4 separate regions of the Sus scrofa genome follow, and regions 1, 2 and 4 are each linked to region 3. The links are chromatin contacts, called in public HiChIP or PLAC-seq maps. All regions are on one chromosome and are shown on one strand. Each heading gives the region's core, a stretch centred on a gene start, on an enhancer-like site or on the middle of the called end of the contact. The rest is flanking DNA. Distances are from core to core; before and after follow the strand shown. Region 1 overlaps MCF2L2 (probable guanine nucleotide exchange factor MCF2L2). Region 2 overlaps MCF2L2 (probable guanine nucleotide exchange factor MCF2L2). Region 3 overlaps MCF2L2 (probable guanine nucleotide exchange factor MCF2L2). Region 4 overlaps MCF2L2 (probable guanine nucleotide exchange factor MCF2L2).

What was found. HiChIP or PLAC-seq counts read pairs in DNA pulled down with a chosen protein or histone mark.
Region 1: a contact with region 3 is called in an H3K27ac HiChIP or PLAC-seq map of alveolar macrophages. The contact joins two enhancer-like sites. A contact is called at or near these places in 1 of 47 Hi-C or Micro-C datasets (alveolar macrophages) and 1 of 2 datasets of contacts at active chromatin or transcription factors (alveolar macrophages).
Region 2: a contact with region 3 is called in an H3K27ac HiChIP or PLAC-seq map of alveolar macrophages. The contact joins two enhancer-like sites. A contact is called at or near these places in 1 of 47 Hi-C or Micro-C datasets (undifferentiated spermatogonia) and 1 of 2 datasets of contacts at active chromatin or transcription factors (alveolar macrophages).
Region 4: a contact with region 3 is called in an H3K27ac HiChIP or PLAC-seq map of alveolar macrophages. The contact joins two enhancer-like sites. A contact is called at or near these places in 7 of 47 Hi-C or Micro-C datasets (blood, mesenteric adipose tissue, omental adipose tissue and 1 more) and 2 of 2 datasets of contacts at active chromatin or transcription factors (alveolar macrophages and skeletal muscle).

The regions. Positions count from the first base shown.
Region 1 is chr13:121,271,801-121,274,599 of Sscrofa11.1, reverse strand. MCF2L2 (probable guanine nucleotide exchange factor MCF2L2) reads left to right here. Exons shown (of 27, transcript XM_021069898.1): 9 at 1-20; 10 at 459-578. Among named protein-coding and RNA genes, the nearest start is that of B3GNT5, 66 kb to the right of the region's middle. Within about 2 kb of position 1,364, at least 5 of the 83 cell types and tissues checked have an H3K27ac peak or open chromatin away from gene starts, as enhancers often do. A contact at or near this core is called in alveolar macrophages, where this site is marked.
Region 2 is chr13:121,338,894-121,341,795 of Sscrofa11.1, reverse strand. The region is part of intron 1 of MCF2L2 (probable guanine nucleotide exchange factor MCF2L2); the gene reads left to right. Among named protein-coding and RNA genes, the nearest start is that of MCF2L2, 38 kb to the left of the region's middle. Within about 2 kb of position 1,330, at least 8 of the 83 cell types and tissues checked have an H3K27ac peak or open chromatin away from gene starts, as enhancers often do. A contact at or near this core is called in alveolar macrophages, where this site is marked.
Region 3 is chr13:121,139,167-121,141,968 of Sscrofa11.1, reverse strand. It overlaps MCF2L2 (probable guanine nucleotide exchange factor MCF2L2), which reads left to right. Exons shown (of 27, transcript XM_021069898.1): 26 at 2,783-2,802. Among named protein-coding and RNA genes, the nearest start is that of LAMP3, 23 kb to the right of the region's middle. Within about 2 kb of position 1,473, at least 9 of the 83 cell types and tissues checked have an H3K27ac peak or open chromatin away from gene starts, as enhancers often do. A contact at or near this core is called in alveolar macrophages, where this site is marked.
Region 4 is chr13:121,306,877-121,309,576 of Sscrofa11.1, reverse strand. The region is part of intron 3 of MCF2L2 (probable guanine nucleotide exchange factor MCF2L2); the gene reads left to right. Among named protein-coding and RNA genes, the nearest start is that of MCF2L2, 70 kb to the left of the region's middle. Within about 2 kb of position 1,261, at least 2 of the 83 cell types and tissues checked have an H3K27ac peak or open chromatin away from gene starts, as enhancers often do. A contact at or near this core is called in alveolar macrophages, where this site is marked.

The DNA.
Region 1 (2,799 bases), core at 115-2,614, 130 kb before region 3:
TTGAACAAAATTTTTGTGAGGTGTTATTTTCTTGTTGAATAGAACTTCCTTTTATGGTTCAGTGATCTCTGATTTTCTCTTCCCTCTTGAACTGTGGGTATCAGGCTTCCCTCCTTTCCCAAATCCAGTTCCCCCTTATTTCTTTGATTTCCCCTTCTCGCTTTTGCAGTGGGGTAGGAATGCACTAGAATCCCATTTTCCTATTGGCAGACATGGTATTTCAGTGATGGTTTACCTTCCTTTTTGATTGATAATCTGTTCAATTTTGCTTTAATGTTGCATCTACATGTGTCTCAGCACCCCCAACTTAATCTGAAAGCTAATGAACTGTAATTTTTCAAAAAGTCTCGATAGATATGCATATGTCCTGAATCCTTTTTGGATTTTCTAGTCGTCTAGAGTACCTCCAGATGGGTGTTTGTTGGCTTATTTCTGGATTTTTCTAATGTGTCGTGTAGGTTAAGCTTGCCCTGGGCAACTTGTTGGCAGAGCAAGCAGAGTGTACAGACATTGGAGATAGTGTGACGCGAGTGGAGCAACTTCTTAAGGAACACAAAAAACTGGAAGGAGAAGGCCAGGTTTGTTTTCACCATTTTCATGGACTGGGAAGAAAGTCACTGGATGGTTACAGGTCATGCATGGCCCCTCATTATTGTAAGAAGATAGTCAAATGACACAGGAATACTCAAATCCTGCCTTTTCAGTGACCCCACTCTCGCCCAAGGTCCCCAGGGAAATATGCACAGTAACAATGTGAGCAATAATGCAGGCAGTGCAGAGTTCTGTTAAGGCTGCTAGAGCAGCCAGTTGAGGCTGGAGGCTTAAGTCAGTTGAGAGTTCCGGGTGGCACTGACCATTTGTGGGGTGGCAGGCTGGTGGAAGAGCAGCAGAAAGTAATGAGAGTATTACCCACTGGGCCGGATGTGGGGGAGCTGGGTGGTGGTAAGGACGGGAAACTTGAAAAGGGGAAACCAGAAAAAAGTAACCTATTTTATAACAAGCAAAATGGTGAAAAGGGGAAATTGGTCCCAGTTAGTTTTGTTACTACACAGAGTTGGCAAAGCCTTCTTTCTCATGCTCAAAGAGTTGTCAGTATCGCAATTACAAAGGAATATATGTGTTTCAAATTCTCATACCAGAGTTAAACAATTTCCCAGATCGGTACACAAGGCAGCACTTAGGAGTAAGTCTATTTTGAGTGCTTACAAATTTGGCTTATTGTGAATTAAGAAAACCCATTCATCTATTTCCAGAGAAGTTCCTTTCTGCTTTTCTTTAATTGGGTTCTCTATATTTTTGTCTCTTGGGAACTAAGTCCTCTGTGGCTACCACTTCCTTTCTGAGCTAATCTAGAAGCAGGGTTCCCAGATGGTAATTTTGTAGTACTAGATTTGCTTCTCAAAGTGTGATCCTTGCGCCAGCAGCATAGATGTCACCTGAGTGAGAACTTATTAAAAATATGGCGAAATCTCAGTCCCCACCTCAGAATCAGAATCTGCATTTTTAATAAGATCCCCAGGCATTCAAAACACACATTATAGTCAGAGACATATCTTCTCAATTATAGTAGCAAATGTAAACCAAGGCCACTCTAGCTTAAATGACTGTCAGTTATGGGAGTTCCTGTCATGGCACAGCGAAAACGAATCCAACTGGGAACCATGAGGTTTCGAGTTCGGTCTCTGGTCTTGCTTAGTAGGTTGAGGATCTGGTGTTGCTGTGAGCTGTGGTGTAGGTCGCAGACGCGGCTCGGATCTGGTGTTGCTGTGGCTCTGGCGTAGGCCTGACGCTACAGCTCCAATTCGACCCATAGCCTGGGAACCTCCATATGCCGCAGGCATGGCCCTAAAAAGACAAAAAAAAAAAAAAAAAAAAATAGCTGTCAGTTACGGATTCTGAGCTGAAGGTGCTTTTGCACATGTGTAAATACGCAAACTTACCTGTGCACCCAGACTCACTCACCATTCTCATCCTTCCCTGGTGATCACTCCTGTTATCAGTGATTGTTGACAGCTACACGCTGTGGAGGTAAAGGCATAACTCATCAAAACAGTTTATTAAGCAATGAAAAAAAATTGAATTTCATGTATCTGATAACTACTTATCTCAGATTCTCCAAGATAGTCCCAATTTTATGTAATTTTAGTTTTTTTTCAAGTAAACTCCTTATTAAATAGAGATACTACATATTTTCATCTACATACATTCCTATTTTAGGGGAAAAAAATGCATCATCAAGCCCAGCACCTTCATTTTTTTGGTTTGAAAAGTATAGTTTTATATATGGATATGTATAAAATGAAGGTAGCTGCTGACACACTAGGAAGACATTCATTCATCACCAAATGTTCCTTGTCCTATATTCTGTGGATATAGTGGTGAACCAGTCAAGACCCTGCTTTCATGGAGGTTACCTTCTACTGGGGTGAAAAGTAATCAAATAATCATATCAGATAGTGATATGATAAAAAGTGATTGGGGGTGCTACTTTAGAGGAGTAGTTAGGAAACGCCTTTGATCTGAGATCTAGATAGCCATGCAAAGATTTAGGGAATAGCAGTCAAGGCAGAAAAGTTACAAGTACAAAGGTCTTGAAGTAGGAATGAGGTTGGGAGTCCAAGGAATGGCTGTAACATTGTCAGCCGGGAGAGAATGAGCTGGGAGCAGTGTGGTGAGGATTGGATTTTATTCTCAGTGGAAGAGGAAGCCATTGGATGGTGTTCTGGGTTGTATTTTAAATACGGGGGATGGATCTGCATGACTGCATCCACATTCTCTCTTCTGCCCACCTCCTTGGAG
Region 2 (2,902 bases), core at 81-2,580, 200 kb before region 3:
TAAGATGATGTATAAAAGTGTTTGTTATGTCATCTACACAGTAATCACTGGGCAGATATTGTGAAACTGCTTTCTAAAAGGACACTACCAGCTTTACTCTCCAAGGTTATGTAGAAGTACTAGTTTTCCAACATAACCCCAACATCTTGTGTTATTTTAGGGATGAAATGAGAAATTTTATTGCTGTTTTAATTGTATTATTTGACTACTGGGAAGTTGAACATTTTTCAGTGTTCTTGGTTTTTAAAATCTTCTAAATTTCTCCTTTAAAAAATTCTTCCATCTGCTTTTCAGGTGCCTCTTATTCATTATTAATTTACAGATAAGGCTTAGTATTGAAGTCTTCTGGTTCAAGTTAAGTATTCTGTAGCACAGCACCCAGTAAAAGAAGGACAATAGATTTGTGTTTTTTCTGACCTGGTCCGTAAAAAGATGTGAAACACAGTGTGACCCCATGGGGTGGCTTTTCATACCAGCCCAACAACTGATTTCTCGGAGCCTCTGGTCCAAAGATGTTTTCTTAGAAGTAGAGGCTGGTCTAGTTGTGGGCATGGGAGAAGGGGATGGACTAGAGGAGGTCTCTTTTAGTGCTAGGGCATATTCCTTTACTGTCATTATCTAGCTAATTAAAGTGTCTTGTTGGGGCCAGATCACAGCTGGTGCTCTCATTATTGTCATGAACAGAGGCTTGTTCCATAGTGGCTAAGAGTGGAGATCCTGGTCCTATTCCTAGTTCAGCTAATGGCCTACCCTTCCATCCTTTCTGCCCACAGGTTCTCTGGGAAAAGTAGTAATGGAGCAGTTTGTTTCTTTGTTTGGTTATTTATTTATTTATTTATTATTTTGGTTCCTTTTTTCCTCAGAACATACTTTAGTCTTTTAAATCCCAATATGACTGGAATTTCAGAACAGCAAGAGCAGAAGCTGCAGGTTTCACTTCCCTTCATTTCTTACCAGTTGCAATACCTAGACAGCATCAGCTGTTATCAGCCTGTTTCCTGCCCTCTGCCCCAAGGAGGAAGATGCCGTCAGTAGGAAGGGTCCTGCCCCAGAGCCTGCATTGTTTTGAGACAGGGGTGGGGGTTAGGGAGTGGAAACACAGGGGCTTTACTCGCTGTCTCTGCTGAATTCCCATGGGAGGTGCTGGGCTATTACTGCATCATCTAGGAGGCCTTTGTGGTGTTTGATACTTCCTGCATTTTTGGAACTATAGGTCCAGGATAACATATAATCATGTCTGTATACTTATCAGAGATAGTAAAGGGACAAGTTTTCCCCAGATCTATCTGTAACTTTGCCCAGGATAGAAATTGTGTTGAAATTCAGTAACCACTTCCCTTTGTCTTATGTGAGTCACAAAGAGATGAATTTCTCTCTAGTCCATACACATCAGAAATAGCAAGCAGCAAGCCAGAAACTTATGTATAGAACCAAGGGGCCTCGCAGGGTGCAGCAGGCACCATCACCTTGGTGGGTTATCACTGGCCATGGCCAACTGTTCCTGGAGAAGGAAAAGCCACACGTGTGGATGCTAAGGCTCAGAGTGTTCTTGCCCTGGTCACAAGGCAAGAAATTGGTAGAGATGGCCCTTGCCATGCAGGGCTGTGTGATTTGAGGAACCCTTCTTCCCACTGCAGAGGGAGGTGAGACTAAAGAGCTCCTGTACTCCCTTCCCTGTGCTGTCTCTACACAAGTGGGTAGTAGAGACTTTCAGCAGCAGGACTGGTCCTTTTGTCTCTTCTGGTACAGAGCATGAGTGGGGCTGAACTGAGCATGGAGCATGGGTGTCGGGCATCACTGAAAGCTGGGTGTGTCTGAGGTCATCTCCACGCACTGGGTCAGCACTGAGTCTGAGAAACCCTCATGCTCTGTTATTGCTGACCAGATTGGGTCATAAGGCCCCTTCCCTGAGAAGTCTTCATGGATAACCATGTCCCTCCCTGGCTGGAGGCCAGGCTCTCTCAGCAAAACCTGAACCAAAGGCAAACTGGTCCATTTCTATTATTGGAAAAACAAATCATAAATTTTAATCCTGTTCCTCTGGTAACCACAGAAGGCAGGTGAGAATGTCTCCATTGGGAGGCTGGGCAATCCTCCACAGATTCCTATGATGTAGTCACCCACTCGGGGTAGAAGAAGCCAGTGCTCCTTAGGGCCAGGCGTCCAGAAACTTCATCATGTTTGCCCTTTTAGAGTCAGGAGATCCTGGGCTGACCCAAGCTCCACACTTAAACTGTTGGGTGACCAAAGGCAAAGACAAACTCTATTTCTTCATTTAAAAAATGAGATGGGATGAGGGGATGGTTGGCTTAACTCATTTCTCTTGTCCCTTTCAGATCTTACCTCTTTAATTTAAAATGTTTAACTTTAGAGCATACCTCACATACTGAAGTGCAATAACAATATATTACATCTTATGATCTTGGTTTTTCTCTGGGGTCATTCTCTCTTAAATAGACTCCCTCAGGTATGGAAAAATAATAATGCATCTTTCTTAGATCACTGGGAGAATATATTCTGAAAAACTCTTCAGGTGCATAACTCCTGTTTCTGCTTAAATTCTCTGTTTTCCATTTGTAATTTACATTTTATTATGGAAAATTTGGAACATATGCAAAAGAATTTTGTATAATGAACTCTCATGAGCCCATCAACCAGCTTTAGCAATTATCCTCATTTTGTTAGTCTAGTTTTCCCTTCCCCCACTCCACATATGTTTTTGGCAGAGGGAAGTGCTGCAGTATTTTAAGCAGGTCTCAGACTTCATTATAATTTACTATTAAATACTTTACTTTGTGTATCTAACAAAGAAGGCTCTTTTTGTAAGATGTAACTATAGTGTCTTTATTTCACACAGGCAGATTGCAGGGGGCAACACCTGTAACAGCGAAAGCAAAGTTTT
Region 3 (2,802 bases), core at 224-2,723:
CCTTTGTTCCCTTCCTCCTCATCTGGCACTTCTGCTGGTAGCATACGAAGTGGGTGTCCCAGCACCCACTTGTCTGGCTGTTGTTCTTTTACTAGTCCATTTACAGTTACATCCAGGCAAGAGAGTTCTGGGAGATGTCCCAGTGGATCACAGGAGCACCAGATGTGTTCCTCTCTGCTTCTTCTTTTTTTTTTTTTTTTTTGCTTCTGCTTTTTAGGGTCGCACCCACAGCATATGGCAGTTCCCAGGTTAGGGGTCAAATTGGAACTACAGCTGCCAGCCTACGCCACAGCCACAGCAACATGGGATCTAAGCCGCATCTGCAATCTACACCAGAATTCATGGCAATGCCAGATCCTTAACCCACTGAGTGAGGCCAGGGATCAAACCCACATCCTCATGGATCCCAGTCGGGTTTGTTAACCACTGAGCCAGGAAGGGAACTCCACCTCTCTGCTTCTATTAGGTAGCAGCCTGACTGTCTCGATGATCAGGGATCAATGACTTCCTTGAGCATGGCAACCATTTGCTTTGGGGTTGGGGGGGAGGCTTTATATTTTAGTCTTACTGAAAATTTCTCATTAAATCTCTGATGAAACAGGCAAGGCTTTTGTTAAACCCAACTAGACACATCAGAGGGCACCTGGTTGCTGATCTAGGTGCTTGTTTCCCAATTGTGAAATTTCTTTGACCCCAGCTCCTTGCAACCCTAAAAGTCTACAACAGCAAACGCAGACTTCCCCAGAAGCTGGCAGGGACTTTGACAACTGAAAATGCACTAAAGGAGTTCCCTTGTGGCTCATTAGGTTAAAGATCCCATGTTGTCACTGCTGCAGCTCAGGTCACTGCTGTGGTATGGATTCTATTCCTGGCTCAGGAACTTCCACATGCCATGGGCACAGCCAAAAAGAAAAAAGGAGAGAGGAACGAAAAACAAAAACAAAAACAAAACAAAAAAAACACACAAAAAAAAAAGTGCTGTGAGACTATATGGAATCTGAAAGCAAATCATTGAATACTTAGGCATGATTCCCTTTCTCTTGACCAAAGACAGGTAGGTATAGGAAGTAAACACTTCACATATAGACCAGCCTAGACATTGAAGTTCATGCTCTAGGGCACCAAGCAAAAGATCCTTATTTAGCCTGGTACCCTTGGAAACATCCTGGAGCTCTTGCCTGATGTAAGCTCTGGAGAGCTGCTGGGATGAATTAGGCCGAGTGTGACCCCACTGGTTAACTCCTAGAAGGCAGAGAAAGAGCACAGTTACCAGCATAGCACACGGTTAAGGACTCAAGCACTGAGGGCTTACAGACTTCAGCTCCATCTCTTTGGATGAATTACGTAACTTTGTTGTGCTTGAATTATTTTCATCAATTATTTTACAAAATAGAGGTAATACTATATATCGTCTTGCTGTGAGAATTAAATGCAATGAAGTCCTTAGGCTGGTGACCAGATTGCTGTTAGCATATTATATAGCAACCAGCTTCCTGTTTGTTCCTCCAATAAAGGGAGGGAAAGCCCATGGGCGTAGGCATCACTTTAAGGCTTCCAATCCCTATCCCCCAGGTGAAAATGGTGTACTTGAGTTCATATGATAGAGATGGTCCCCCTTTAAAAGCTGTAATTGTCAGGAGTAAAGGAAAATCTGGTTTGAAAAAAATAGGAAATAGTTTGCCCTTTTGAAAGTTATGTGCGGACTCTACAGTTGTCCCTTTCTGCCACCTAGTGGACAGCAAGGGGAAAGCCATGATTTTATCTTCAAAGTCCAAAAACTTTTATTCTGAGGAAGACAGTTTAAACTCACTAATGGGCTCACCTGTTAATAAAGTTCAGTAATTTTTTTAAAGAAAAATAAAAGATCAGGGAGTTCCCTTCATGGCTGAGGGATTAATGAACCCGACTAGGAACCATGAGAATGCAGGTTCAACCCCCGGCCTCACTCAGTGGGTTAAAGATCCAGCCTTGCTGTGAGCTGTGGTGTAGGTCACAGACATGGCTAGGATCCTGCATTGCTGTGGCTGCAGTGTAGGCTGGCAGCTGTGGCACCAATTCAACCCCTAGCCTGGGAACTTACATATACCATGGGTATGGCCCTTAAAAAAAAAGAAGAGAAAAATAGATCAGGATTTTAAACACCAGGTACTAAATTAAATTCCCTAAATATTTTAGGATTTATGTAGTGTGTGCTAAACATCATCCACTAAAGGAAAAGAGAATACGTGCAGTCCTTATCAGCATGAATTTTCATGACCCACCTTTCCTGTTTTTCCTGCCCTTCTCCACCAATACTCTCTCTGCTTATTCTGGTACATGAATTGGGCAGGGCCGAGACTCAGGGTATATCTTCTCCACACACTGCTAGACCTGAGCTGGCACCAGGGTCATTCTGGTCGTTTTCCAAAAATGCAACTATCACTTGAAATTTTGCTGTAATCAAATCGAATATTTGTCAAGGGCCTGTATGTTTGGTTTAGTTTTTTGTTTTTGTTTTTGTTTTTTGTCTTTTCTAGGGCTGCACCTGCAACATATGGAGGTTCCCAGGCTAGGGGTCTAATCGGAGCCGTAGCCACCGGCCTACACCACAGCCACAGCAACGCAGGATCCTTAACCCACTGAGTGAGGCCAGGGATTGAACCCGCCACCTCATGGTTCCTAGTCGGATTCATTTCCGCTGCACCCCGTCGGGAACTCCTGGTTTAGTTTTTCTAGGGAGAGTATATGTGTGCATGTGTGGGCACTCTGCTTCCTTTTTTCACCATTATGTTTCCTCCCCCAGATGTTTATGAGGATGAAGAC
Region 4 (2,700 bases), core at 12-2,511, 170 kb before region 3:
GCAAACTGGAGATCCAGGAAGGTAGGTGATGTAGTTTGAAGGCATAAAACCAGAAAGCCGGTGCTGTGGATTCCATTCCAAGACTGAAGTCCTGAGAGCCAAGATCACTGTCCCAGCTCAACAGATTGAGGGAGAGTGTACATCCTTTCTTCCTGCACATTTTTGTTCTCTTCAGGACCTCAGTGGATTGATGATGCCCGCCCACCTTGGGGAGGGCATTCTGGACAAACCAGGGTGGTCAGGATGGTGGGTCAACCTGCATTTGACTCAGTTCTTTTTTTTCTTTTCTTTTTTTTTTTTTTTGTCTTTTTAGGGCCACCCCTAGTGGCATATGGAGGCTCTCAGGCTAGGGGTCGAATTAGAGCTGTGGCCACCAGCCTACGCTGCAGCCACAGCAATGCCAGATCCAAGCCATGTCTGCAACCTACACCACAGCTCACAGCAATGCAGGAGCCCCAATCCACTGAGCAGGGCCAGGGATCGAACCTGCATCCTCATGGATGCCAGTCAGATTTGTTTCCACTGAGCCACAGTAGGAACTCCTGACTCAGTTCTTATACAATTTCAGTTAACCATCATATTTTCTATTCCTTGCTTATTGAAAAAGGCAAATCATAGAAAATATATTAACATTAGAGCTTAATTAAGAAAATAAGTACCGTATCAACCACAAAACTGCTCTGGTATTTTGGGGTCAGAACATATTTACTTCAGTCTCTTTCACTCATATGTTTATTTTTAGGTCATGCTGAGACCAGCTCAGCAGGATGGGGTTGAAGAACGGGTGCTGTGAAACTTAAGGAAAAAAGTTGACATAAAACAAGACACAGAGACATTTATCTTAAGTAAAGGTGGGACTCAAGGTCTCACAGACCAAGAGCACCGCCTCAAGAAACCACACTGCTTTTATTGTGCTCTTTAGGATTACGTCAAGTGAGAAGGGGGCTATAGGTGGAGGATATAGGGGTTTTTTAATTATTATTTTATAAGTTCTTTTATTATTTAAAAGTCACTTAACTGGTAGATGGTTAAGCTTTTACTCTGACCTTTAGGCATTTAACAATCATTAGCATTTGAGTTAGCTATCTATCCATAGCATTTCCGAGAATCCTCACTGAGCTTCCGCAAATGGCATGTCTATTTGCGGCAACCCGGGTGTGCCTTGGTTTGCACCTTGGTTCTCTTTGCTAATGCATATTCTGTTAACGACCGCTCATAAACCACTTGGCCATGAGGTTCCTCTTTCTCTTATTCTTTAGAGGACATATGTGCTTGTGCAAACAGTGTGCCAATCTGCATGTGCCTAGAGCAACTCATTATGTCCTCATTCAGCTGACCCTATGAACAATTTATGCCTTTAGGTCTTTGTTCTTAAGCTTAAGTCATTTACCATCAGTGTGACTGTTTTTCAAGCAGGAAGATGGGGTAAAGATGGAGTTTTCAGCAAAGAGGCTAAGAAAATATTGTAGAAACATGTCTCACAACAAGGTCGTATTCAAAATGTCAGGTTTTTTTTTTTTTTTTGCTATTTCTTTGGGCCACTTCCATGGCATATGGAGGTTCCTAGGCTAGGGGTCTAATCGGAGCTGTAGCCACTGGCCTATGACAGAGCCACAGCAACTCGGGATCCGAGCCGCGTCTGCAACCTACACCACAGCTCACGGCAACACCGGATTGTTAACCCACTGAGCAAGGGCAGGGACCGAACCCGCAACCTCATGGTTCCTAGTCGGATTCGTTAACCACTGCACCACGACGGGAACTCCCAAAATGTCAGGTTTAAGTCATCAAAAATTCAATTATATTTGTTGCAGAAGAGTTATGAAGATTGGAAAATGAAAGAATATGGTGTTAAAATGTTTTCCTTACCAAGAGAATATGAATTTTGTGGCTTAAACATTGGTCTCAGAGTCAGAAGACTTTGAGTCTTAATTCTGCCTGTAGTTTTGTGACTTTGAGCAAGTTATTATTTTTAAATCATCTCTAAGGATGATTAGTTCCATCATCAATAAAGTGGAAATATTATTATCAACCTAGTGGTGAGGGTGGTTGTGAGGATTTATATTAAATAGTATTTATGCATCTAACCTATTATAGGATATTAGTGTTAAAAAGAACAGTAGGGATTAAAACAGCCGAGTGTTGCCTAAAAGAAATACATTGTCCTACATGGGTAAAGACTCAACAACTTACATCTTATTGGTCAGGTGTATTTTGATCTAATTTTTTTATTCTTTCTTTGTACATATAGCTGTATTCATGGCAGCTTCATTTATCCTTTTTTTTTTTTGGTTGTTTTAGGGCTGCACCCACATCATATGGAGGTTCCCAGGCGAGGAGTCAAATCGGAGCTGTGGCTGCTGGCCTTCGCCATAGTCACAGCAACACCAGATCCAAGCCATGTCTGCGACCTACACCACAGCCCACAGCAATGCTGGAGCCTTAACCCCTTGAGTGAGACCAGGGATCAAACCTGTGTCCTCATGGATACTAATCAGATTCGTTTCCCGCTGAGCCACGTTGGGAACTTTGGCTTCATTTATCTTAATTTAACTCCTATGAGGTCATTATTCTGTAGATTTAGTGCAGTGTCATAAATATGTCAGGTAATTAAAGTATTTTTTTGTATATGATGAAATTAAAAAAAAGAAATTCATTGTACAGAAACCCTATTTCCTGTACCTTTGGTGTAGTTTAGGT